Linked DNA regions of Drosophila melanogaster: region 1 is linked to region 2. A link is a contact called in public Hi-C data. All regions are on one chromosome and are shown on one strand. The core of a region is the stretch at or near the end of the contact, and the rest is flanking DNA. Distances in the headings are between cores, read along the strand shown. Region 1 holds the start of CG10600. Region 2 holds the start of ncm (nucampholin).

Region 1 (5,405 bases), core at 1,807-4,306, 390 kb after region 2:
AAATATTGAAGGTTCCTCAATTCATTAATACGAGTCCTGCATGTGAATTGTGTAAGTTAATTAATGGTTTTTAAGAATATTGCTCCAAATGCTACTTACCTTTGCCTTTTCAGTGGGGTCTTGCTATTCAACTCTGCTGTGGGGACCAACTGCTCCCCAGCACGGATCCAGAGAATGGGGCCATCGTTCGACTGACGAGGATCCGTTTGGAGTATAGAATTACAAGCCCAAGGCATGGTCTGAGATAAGAGAGTTAAATTAGTCAAGTGTTTTTAGCATTTGAGTGTGCTTACCTTTCGTAAAAATGGATTCATTTCAATACGACCCAACAGATCTGGGAAGTATCCGCCCACCTCTTCATGCACTTTGCCAACCAAACTGATCTGATGCAGTGGTCCATATCGAAAGGTTCCTTGGCAATAGTTGCGAACCACCTAAAGGTGAGAAACGAACAAGAATTGTTACATATTTTTCTTGCTAGCACTGCTTTATATATGGATTTACCTGCTCGTTGTATTGCGACATTGTACAGGTCTCGATATCGGAGTTTCGTCCAAGAACTCCCGCCTTTACCGTCAGCGTTGAGTAGTTCTCGGCCATGTGCTCGAGTAGATCGGGTAAATACCTCGCGGCATCGTGGACAATACCCATCACATGGTGGGCATACCCTTGCTCATCCTCGGCAAAGCACACCTCAAAGAACTCATCCACCAGCTCCTCCATTTCATCTGGCGACAATGCGTCGATTTCATGTTGATACAGGTGAACAATGGAGGCCCCGCCATTTGGATATTGCTCCACCTGAAAGTAGCAGCCGTACTTTAAGTTCTCCAAGCCAGCCGGTGGTTTTCGGTTAGGCCTAGGCGGCAGGCTCTGAACGGTTTGCCAGGGTCCAGTTGCTGGTGCATGCTGTAAGCACTGGACGCCCACGCTGGTTCGCCGAATTTTGGAGCGCTTGTAGCACTTGGAGCACTCCCGAGATGTAGATGAGGAGTGGCGAGACGATGACGAAGAGGAACTCTTGTGATGGTTGCTGGAGGATGAAGAGGACGAAGACGATAAGTAGGATTTGCGGCTGCTGCTACTTTGGCTGGAGGAATGATTGCTGGCCGTGGAGTTCGATCCCGAACTGGATTTCGGTGCCGGCGAAGGCATTAACTTGGAATTGGAGACCTTGTCTCCGAAATTTAGCTGTCTGGAAACCTCATCTCGGGTTTTCGCTATCGCCTCGCCATTTACTAGAGGTTTGTTTGGCTTCTCCGTCGATTCCGTTTTGATTTCCGCTTCAGTTTTAATGAGGTTACTAAGTACTGGTGTAGGTTCTGTATCCACTTCTTGTTTGGTTTCTACTGGTTCTTTTTTGATGACCTCCTCCACCTTAATCTGCTTTTCGAGAGCAGCAACAACCGCCTGAGGCAAAACAGGATCTGCCCCTGGATCCTTCGACTTGAAGGAGCTGTTCTGACTGCTCCGGCTGCTGTCGGAACTTCTCCTTCGATTCGAGTGCGAGGATGAGCTGGACGACGAGGAAGGAATCTGGAAAATATAAATTTGTAGTGCTTCATTATTTCTACTTTGATGGACAGCTGTGCAATCTTGTAGAGGTTTACTTAGCACTATGTAAACTGGAAAGTATACTATAAACATGTAGCGCATCAAAAATAAAAGGTTCTGAGAATTATGACTCGCTGTATTTAAGATCACGTGTCTTGCTTATTCGTAGTAAATGGGTGGTAAGACCCTGACAATACTTTTGTTTGTTAGTTTTACTAGAAATTGACATTTACTTATTAAAGAAATGTATGTTCTGGAAATCAGATCAGAGTTTACAATAAATCAACGTTTCTGTATGCGTTCTGCACTTTCGAAACGGTTCCTGGGCTCACCTTCTCCCGATCGCGCTCCTTCTCCCGTTCGCGGTCCCTATCACTGCGATGATACTTCTCCTTGCTGCGCGATGAGCTGGACTTGTGTTCGGCCTCCTTGGAGGATTTGGAGCTGCTCTCGCGATTCCTGTCGCGCTCCCGCTCCCTATCGCGCTCCTTGTCCCGCTCTTTGTCCCGATCCCTATCCTTGTCCCGATCCTTGCTGCTGCTGTTGTGGTTGTTGCTGCGCCGATTCTTGTCTTCATCCCGCTCCCTGTCTCTCTTCTTCCTTTTGTGGTTGCGCTCTTCTGTGGGCGGCGTTGGCGAGTGGGTGGGTGTGCAAATCACATTAGTTGACATTGGATTCGTGTTCTGCGAATTTCGCTTTACTTTACCTGTCTTCTCGTCCGTACTTGTGCTTGTTTTTGTTGTGTCTGCCAACGCGGTTGTTGTTGCAGTTGTTGTTGCGGCTGTGGGTGCCCCTGCAGTTGTTGCCACCGACGATGCTACTGCCTGTTCCTCTTCAGCTGCAGCTAGCATTATACGTGCATTTGTTGTTGGGTTATTTGCGTTGCCATCGCCTGACTGCAGTTGTTGTTGCTGTTGTGTGGGTAAAGTGTTGCCGTTTGTAGTTGTTGCTGCTGCTGTTGGTTCCACTGGCGTAATTGTTGTTGTTGCTTCTCGCTGTGCGCTTGTAGTTGTTGGACTGGCATTTCCGCGGGCATTTGCGTTGTTGTTTTCCACTGCCGACGCTTTGTTTACGCCCTTTTCAGGCGTCTCCCGCTGCTTGGAAGCCCCGACCGCTCCTTCCAGTGGCTTCTTCTCCGGTTTTCGTACATTTCCCGTGGATTCCTTGCCGCCGTTGGCCAATTCTACATTATTTTCGCCACCTCGAGTGTTCTCCATGTGTTTGTGTGTGCAGTGGCACACACACGCGCGTATGGGTGTGTGTGCGTGTTGCCCTACGCCTGTATTGAATATCGATCAGTCGGCCGTCTACGTGACGCCTCTCAGCTAGCCGTGTCTTTTATCTTACGCTCCGTTTGCAATTCACCCGCGCCCTCTTCCACTCGATTTTCATTCGACTGGCAGAATTTCCGCAGCGGCGTTTTCAGCGATTCGCGAATAGTTTTTTTTTTTGTTCTAGAAGCCGTCTCGCACTGTCGTTTTTCAACTCTAGTCTTCAGATGTGGAGCGTTTGTGCACACTAGTCAATAAACAGTGTTCTGTTAGGCGCCATCTAGCGGCAACCCGCGCAGATAGACTTGTGAATGAAAGAATAGATGGATATATCGTAACATCGATTGTAACGTGTAAGTGCGCCATCTATAGGCGAGTCATATTTGGCGCGTTATTTAAAAGTGCACATTTTGTAATTTGTTACTGCCTTTTTAAAGATCAAAATATATAAACATTGAATAAATACAATTTAAATGTGCTTTCAACACTCCCTTGTTATTTTTTGCTCTTTTTCAGCGAGTGGACGCTTAAAAGCTTTTTTAATTAATTCCGGGACCGTAACTAGATACTCCATGAGGGACATTTCGTCTTTCAGAGTGTTCAGATACATGCGCTGAATGTTCCTGATAACCGGATCAATTACTTTGTTAATATCTGCATCAGTAGGACTGTCTCTTAGATCCATTTTGGTAATAGCTGCATCACCAGGACTGTCACTTACATCCACATTGGTAATAGCGGCATCACTAGGACTGCCACTTAGATCCACGAGTTCTAAATCGTCAACCCCTAGGGTATCTAATTGGGCGCATTCGGCAGTGGGATCCACTTTCTCGGCTTGCGTATGAGACGTAATTTGTTTGCTCTTTTTGGGCTTGGTACTGCGTTCTTCTTCGGATGGTACTTCCTCCCTCTTATCCTTCACTTCAAGTGTAAACGCATTCAAGGCCTCTTGGACCTCTATTTGGGACCGAACAGCCGCTCTGAGATCGTCTCCGCTTTTCGCACTGATCACGGTTATTCTGGATGGTTTCGATTGGGATTCGTTGGAGGAGGAACACTTACTGCATGAAGGAAACTTATTCTGGAATCTTTCGGCAGCAGCCTGGCAATGAGCCTTAGCTGCATTAAGTAAATCAGAGTCTTTCTTTTGCTTCTGGTGGTGGTTTAAACGATGTGGGGTTATGTTATTATAACCACCCTCGACCTCACACTGCTCACTTTTACTAGATGGGTCCGCTTCATAGTTTTGATTCTTATAGAGAAGGTAGTCCCCACAGCTGTGTTCTATGACTGGTTTCTGCCTTTTTCTATCATTAAGGAGATATGCTGGAACAATTGCTTGCTTGGGTGTGTAATTTGAACTGGGTTGCATCATCACCTTTAATTTCGACTGGTGTTTCCACTTCCGTTTGTTAAGGTATTTGAAATTAAAAAAAAAAATTAATTTCATTATTGCTGCTTACCTTCTCATTTTGTGCCGGGTGATAATTAACATTGAAACATTTTTTGGAAAACAAATACTGAGCATGGTCTTCATGGTTAGAAGGAGACTCACGATCCTCCCACGAATGATCGCAATAATAGTCCTGCCGTATCTGATTTTGATTTGTCGTATAATTATGTTTGTAGGACTTTTGCACATTCTCTGAAGACTTCATTCGTTCCTTGCGGTAATGGTCCCTTAATTTATGCTCCTTGTGCTCATTGAGTTGCTGCATTAAATGTATTGCAACTATTAATGTTAGATCTTTTTATTCCAAAGACTCACTGATGGTTTCTGCGCCCCATGGTCCTTAAAGTGCTTACAACATTTGTTTTTTTTCTCCATAGTCTAAGATTAGAGTAGATTGATCAGGCGTACTAAATATATTTTTTTTATTGTCAACTATAACCCCGAATACTAGACTAAGCTTAAGCTTAATGCTACAAGCCTCAAACCATTTTTAACTACTGGATAAATAGTTTTTATTTCGCATACATTATGTATATAGAGATTGCCCTCCAGTCTTAAAAGAGAGGAAAGGAAGTTACAGAGTGATGGTTTCCATATATCGCTCAAAGGATCTGGTGATTACTGTGTGATCGGGAGCCAGGTGGGTATCCGCCATCACAGCCAGTCTGTATTTGTCCCCAAAGCGATGAAGATTTAAGGAAAGGCAGGTCTTCGATTGTGGTGGCCGGAAAAGTAGAACATCCTGGACATTCTGACCCCAGGCCGCTTGAAACTCAGCAGTCGCTCCGTAGATTTCAGTGATTGTGATTGGAAAGTTGTATGAGAAAAAGTTGATGAATATTTTGGTAATTACGTGAGGCAAAAGGGATGTGAGAAGGCTGTACTTGGTCTGTCCAATAGACGCTAAGTAAATAATGATCTGTTGCTTTCTGATTCGTTCAACAATCTGATGGAGTTCTTTGGTGTGATTTGCGTCTGGTTGCCTTAGAGGCAATTGCAGAAAGACAACACCCCCGATATTTTCAGATTTATCCCCACTGCGATCTGTGAAATACCCTTTATCTATGGTCCTACAAGTGGTGTTCAAGTAATTGGGGACTTTCAAGTCACCTGAGAACGTATTA
Region 2 (5,527 bases), core at 1,767-4,266:
ATCGTCGGTGAGACCACCCAAACCAATCGAGGTGAAAAAGTTAATGGAGAAGCGGGTATTCCGTGGATTATCCTTGGGAAACAAACCAGCTATGCTCTCTACCAAAACATCATCCTTCAGCTTGGCATTCAGTTTGCCCAGTCCCATATACTCAGCTAGCTCCTGGAACAGGATTTTTATGAAAATGCGGCTCGATGACGTGGTATCATCCTCGTTCAGTTGGATGCACTCCAGCACATCCCAACTAATGGCGTCCGTAAACAGGAGATGGGCGAAGAACTTGCTGACGTTTCGCAAACGATTTGTGTCCAATCTGTGGGTGGTTTGATAGGTGTCCTTAAAAATCTCCTCGAAGGGCGGTATGTAGATCTTATTGATGTTGCAGAACCGCTGCGCCAGCAGTCCGTAGAACTTCTCGTATGTTCTCTGTTCCGCACAGCAATCGAGAAACATGTGACAGAGCTCGATTTCTTGTCCGGGTTTCAGTTGCATTTTCATCAGTTTATGAGCACACTCCTCATAATCCAAACTGGAGTTGATTGTTAAGTAAATTGTGCGTCGCAGGGCAATCAGATTGGTTTCAGTGCTGTCAATGATGTCGCCAGCCTCGGCTTTCTTTTCCGCATCGGATCCGGATTCTCCATCCGAATCACTATCCGAATCTGATCCGGAGCCCGAGCCTGAACTACTGCCATCGTCGCTTCCCAGGATCTCACGACTTAGGCCTTTGTATTTGTCCTCATTTTCGGCATAATTGTCGTCAAATTTAAAAACATCTATAAAGAAACGTAAAAATTATTAGAGTTCAATACAAACTAAACCTTTCGTAGATAAACTCACTTAGTATATCTTCCGTTTCGGTGGCTTCATCCAGCATCATCAGATGTGTGAACTGATCGTCCTCCTCAACGAGCTCCAGTTCCGGAACAACAGCCTGATGATCCTTAAAGCCATCCTTTCGAATCTGAAACAGCACCTCAATCATGTACTGTACACGCTTGTCCAACTTTCCCTCGTGCAGAATGTTTCTCAGCATCTCGAAGATGGCCCCAATGCCTTTAGACGAAACCTCAGTCAGTTTCATACCACACTCTTTCAGAAAAGCGATGGCTACCTCTACAGAATCGTCCGTTGGCGTTTCCACCAGCAGGGTAAGGATTTCTAGTGCCAGAATCTCATGTGCCACCCTCTGGTTAACCAAATGGCCAATGAATCGAGTGGCCGACATGCAAACCATCTTATCATTGCGTCGGAACGCCCTACGAAATTGGATGACCAGACGTTTGAGGAGGAGCTCTCCTATGTTCGGAAACTTTGAATTTATAATGCTCACCAGAGCGGCGTATACATGGGTGAATGTGGGCGAAGCAGCCTGGGCTTGGATGATGCTCCTGCTTAGTAAGCCCCTTCCCCTCACGATATTCTCTCTTAGAAGCTCTCTGGTGATGATGGCTATATTTGTTACATTCACTTTGTTTATGTAACCATGGATCGATTTCTTGAGAGCCTCCCAAGCAATTCTCTGATAGGCAGCGGATGATTTGTCCGTGATCTGTGACTGCATCATGCGCAGCTTCGCCGGCGGAATATAGGCTCCTCCAGTCCGAGATGTCAGCACATCGACGGTCTTTCGTTGGCGCTCAGTTATTTTGGCTGCCGGTTCGGTTACGGTTTCATTGTCTGCATTAGTTTCGGTGGTTTCGGTGTGGCGTGGGGTCTTTGAGGATTTGGATTTCGGAGTGGAGGAGGATCGATCTCTTTTGCGTTCTGGCGACCTCTTCTTTTCCCTCGAATCATCTCTACGCCTGCTGCTGGTTGGTTCGCCCTTTTGATGGCGCTTTTCTCGCTCCTTGGCTCGCTCTTCATCGCGTTTATCTCGCTCCTCATGACGTCTCTGTCGCTCAACGCGTCTTCTCTCCAAAGAATTGGATCTGCGGCGGATTGGACTTTTACTGCGACTCCGGGTCCTGCTGCCTTTGCTTCTCGAGCGACGACGACGACGGCTGCTGGGTGATGGACTCCTGCTGGATGAGCGTGGGCGTCGTCGTTTGCCATCCGGGCTGCGGCTTTGTTTTCGTTGGGTTTCTTTGGGTGGACTCTTAGATGCGACAGCTTTCTTTTCCTCTTTAGTCGGTAGGTCATCTTCGTCTTTCTAAAAAATGAAAATTTATCATATCATGATGATGAAAAAACTAGCTGATAAATGATTGTGTTGAATTAATTTCATTAATTAAATAATTTGAATTTCATTGATGACGAAATAGTAAAGCGGCTTAATACCGAATTCTACCCAAACATGATGACTTACGTCGGTTATCTCGCCCTCTTCGATGTGGTCCGCAGTGGGAGGTTTCACTGTTTCAGCTGCTGCTTCCACCGGCGATTCCTTGCTACTTCCATTGGTGGTCACTGGCTGCTCTTCATCCTTCCTCCGCTCTTCTAATTCCCGTGCAGCGTTTTCCTCTTGGGCCTTCGGGCTGTTCAGCTCTTTCGTCACACTTGAGGCTTCTGCTTCCTCTTTCCGCTGGACAGGTGTTTCAACTTTTTTCGCTTCATTTAATTTCTCGCTTTCCGCCTCCGCAGCTGCTACTGCTTCTTCTTGCTGCTTTTCCACGCCAGCAGAATGGGAAATGTGCTGGCGCTCCGAACGAGGCTCAGCCGCAGGAGTTTTCTTCTGCTCAGTGGGCTGCTCATCCTGTCCAGCATCCCTCTCCTTGGCACGCTTCTCCCCCCTATCCGTATCGTCAGTTTTCTTGGCATCTTTGGCGGATTCCTCCTGCTTTGCTTCCTCTTCCTCGCGCCCGCTGCTTTCGGAGGACGAGGACTCGCTCCTGGCGTCGCTGTCGCTGCCACTGGAAGTGTCGCTGCTGCTGGAATTGCTGCTCGAATCGCTCTCGGCATCGCTTTCCCCCATCGCGCGTTTATTTCGAGAAATTTTCAGGGAAAACAACGATGAAAATTATTGGGCAGCAAAAAACACAACGCGGCGATAGAATTAGAGATGGGACACCAGTGGCGACGGTATCGATATACACATGTGTTTGACTGCTAAATCGTATCGAAATTGTAGTTTCGATAGTCAGCTATAGAAATGCTAAATGTGTTTTTTAAATTGAACTGAAAATTTAAATTCAAGTTCCACATTAGAAAAAATGATATTTTAAAATTAATTTTATAATATGGCACTATCGTAAATTTTATAGCACAGCGAACCTCAATATTTAAGGGCAACGATTTTTTTACGACTAAAACAGTGTAATATATTTGTTATAACATATTTGGTTCATTGCACTGCAGAAATTTCGAATATCAGCTCGAAAATGGAACAAGGATATGGAACAAGAACATTAAATTTGAAACGAAACTTTTTTTTTTTAGCGATTTTTGGGCTCCAAAACGGGCAATCGTGTTTTACAACATCATGCGTGCTTCCAATTAATTTTAGGATCTGTCTTAAGGGAATGAATTGAACCATTATTTTATTGAAAATTAAAAATGATAGCTTCATCTTGAAAATAGTAAAAAAGATCCTTTATCGCTCAGTTGAATCCCCTAGAAAAATAACTGGCGCACTTTCGCAACAAAACAACTAAATTTATTTTAGTTTACAAATTGTTTATCCATAGTAAATACTTTAAAAATAAGCTTTAATCACGACGGCCTACACTAAACAAGGACCTTTTGCAGAAACCTCTAGGCCTTGCTGTCCGGTTTGGGTGGAACAGTTTCCGGTACCGATGGCGACACGTCGTCGTCGCTGGAGGATGAAGAGGAGGACGAGCTGGAGTCGTCGGCCTTCGTCCGCTTCTCGGGGATCGTGTAGGGGAACTTCTGGGATTTCTCCTCCACCGCCTGTTTCAGACGCAGCAGAGCTGTCCTGTTGATGTTTTCCAAGGATACGTCCTTAATGGCATTGGCCAAGACAACCATGGCCTTGTCGGAGTTGCCCTTGGTAGTCTGGATGTCAATGAGGCAGGAGTACGCGTTTCCGATCGCGCCCTCGGAGATTTTGCTGTTCTTCAGCTGGGAAATGACTGTGGAGGCGAGCTTCTCGTCCTGCTGCTCGCGAGCCGTCTGCAAAACGCGCTGGAACATCAGCCTTGGGGCATTGGACAGGTGCTTATCCCAAATCTCCTTAGAAGCCGCCTCCTGGCCAGTGGAAATCAAATGCATCCACAGGACATTCATGGGTCCTAGTTGATTGTGAGCAGCAAACTTCTCAGCGAGGGATTGATCTGAAAATTATCAGAAAAATTTATAGTTTTAACACTTGTTTAATAGGCATTTCTGGGACCTACATTGCGGCACCAATTCCGGGTGTTTTTCCAAAATGCCAACTGCTCCTCCGCGTGGGAACTTCTCAGCCAGCTTGGTTGACTCCTCGGGAGTTTTGGCCGCATCGATTTCTGTGGTCAAGTGCTTCAGGAACTCCTCCGCCTTTCCGGCCACTATATTGGCATGACAAAACCGATTGTCAAAGGAAATCAGACGCTTCTGCTCGTCATTCAGCTGCTGGCCAATTCTCTGCATTGTTTCCAGATCGCCTGCAGCGGCAATTTTGTTCAGGTAAAACTTGAAGATCTTGGGCTGCGGGTGCAGTTTATCGCCCAGGAGCTCCTCGACATACTTGGTGGCCTCCGTTAAGCGATCAGCTCGAACCAGGAGCTCGATCAGTCGAGAGGTGTCCAAAGCTCCAATTTTCTCGCCACTCAGAACACTTTGTTTATGCGAGATGGCTGCATCTGGATCATTGGCCTGGATTGCCTTGCGGAAGCCGGACAAATGGGAGGCGGTTTTGGGTGGCTTTGCTGTTTCCGTTTTAGCTGGCTCCTTTTTCGCAGCCTTCTCCTTGGGCTGTTCTGCTACTTTAGCTGTTTCTGTGGCTGCTTCTGTTGTCGTTGCATCTTTCGCTTTGCTTTTTTTGGCCTTGGCTTGTTCGTTTTGGGTCTCTGGCACCACAAAAGGCACGTCAATATTTTTCTTACTCAGGATTTCTGCCAATTTCAAAAGGAAAGCATCGTTTGGTGTCACATTCTCCTCCTGCATTTTAGTCCACAGTCCCAAAGCCTTCTCCGCCTCATCTGCCTTGTCGTAGCTCAAGAGGAGCGTGTAGTAAATCTTATTCCTGTCGATATGTCCCAGGTCCTTCGTGGCTTCAATAAGACCTTCCAGCGGTTGCAGTAGTCCCTCATTCTTGTAACGATCACAGGCACTGTTTATTCTTTGCGGACGGGTACGCAGTCCGGGGGTTTCCAGGATCTTCCTGGCCTGCCGCACACGGCCGCACTCCACAAAGGAGAAGACCAGATCGTAAAGGCTGTTTACTTCACCATGGATTCCAGTGCTCAAGTCTGTTAACTTTTGCAGATTGGCAGCATCTTCTTTCTGTATTAGACGGCAAGCCAGCTCGTTCTTCCAAGGCGTGGACTTATACTTCTGGCAAATCTCCTCGAAGGCTTCGATTGCCTTGGGAATATCATCCTTGACCAGGTGAACCTTGATCAGTGGACCCAGCAGCACATTGGTG

What was found. A called contact is a pair of places that touch in the nucleus more often than the background predicts.
Region 1: a contact with region 2 is called in a Hi-C map of the Kc167 cell line, with 3 times the contacts expected there. The contact joins the promoter of CG10600 here to the promoter of ncm in region 2. A contact is called at or near these places in 25 of 107 Hi-C or Micro-C datasets (the D17-c3 cell line, the Kc167 cell line, the ML-DmBG3-c2 cell line and 11 more).

Annotation. Positions count from the first base shown.
Region 1 is chr2L:18,836,623-18,842,027 of dm6, forward strand. It overlaps CG10600, which reads right to left and starts at 3,057. Exons shown (of 8, transcript NM_136069.4): 1 at 2,261-3,057; 2 at 1,887-2,173; 3 at 505-1,536; 4 at 294-434; 5 at 100-239; 6 at 1-36. The coding sequence starts at 2,771. CG31752 reads right to left here and starts at 4,688. Exons shown (of 3, transcript NM_165266.3): 1 at 4,597-4,688; 2 at 4,292-4,540; 3 at 3,006-4,230. The coding sequence starts at 4,656. The coding sequence ends at 3,307. It overlaps CG33120, which reads right to left. Exons shown (of 4, transcript NM_176059.2): 4 at 4,778-5,405. The coding sequence ends at 4,856.
Region 2 is chr2L:18,445,941-18,451,467 of dm6, forward strand. It overlaps ncm (nucampholin), which reads right to left and starts at 3,017. Exons shown (of 3, transcript NM_136033.3): 1 at 2,309-3,017; 2 at 841-2,152; 3 at 1-776. The coding sequence starts at 2,914. bsf (bicoid stability factor) reads right to left here. Exons shown (of 5, transcript NM_078872.5): 4 at 4,299-5,527; 5 at 3,577-4,235. The coding sequence ends at 3,694.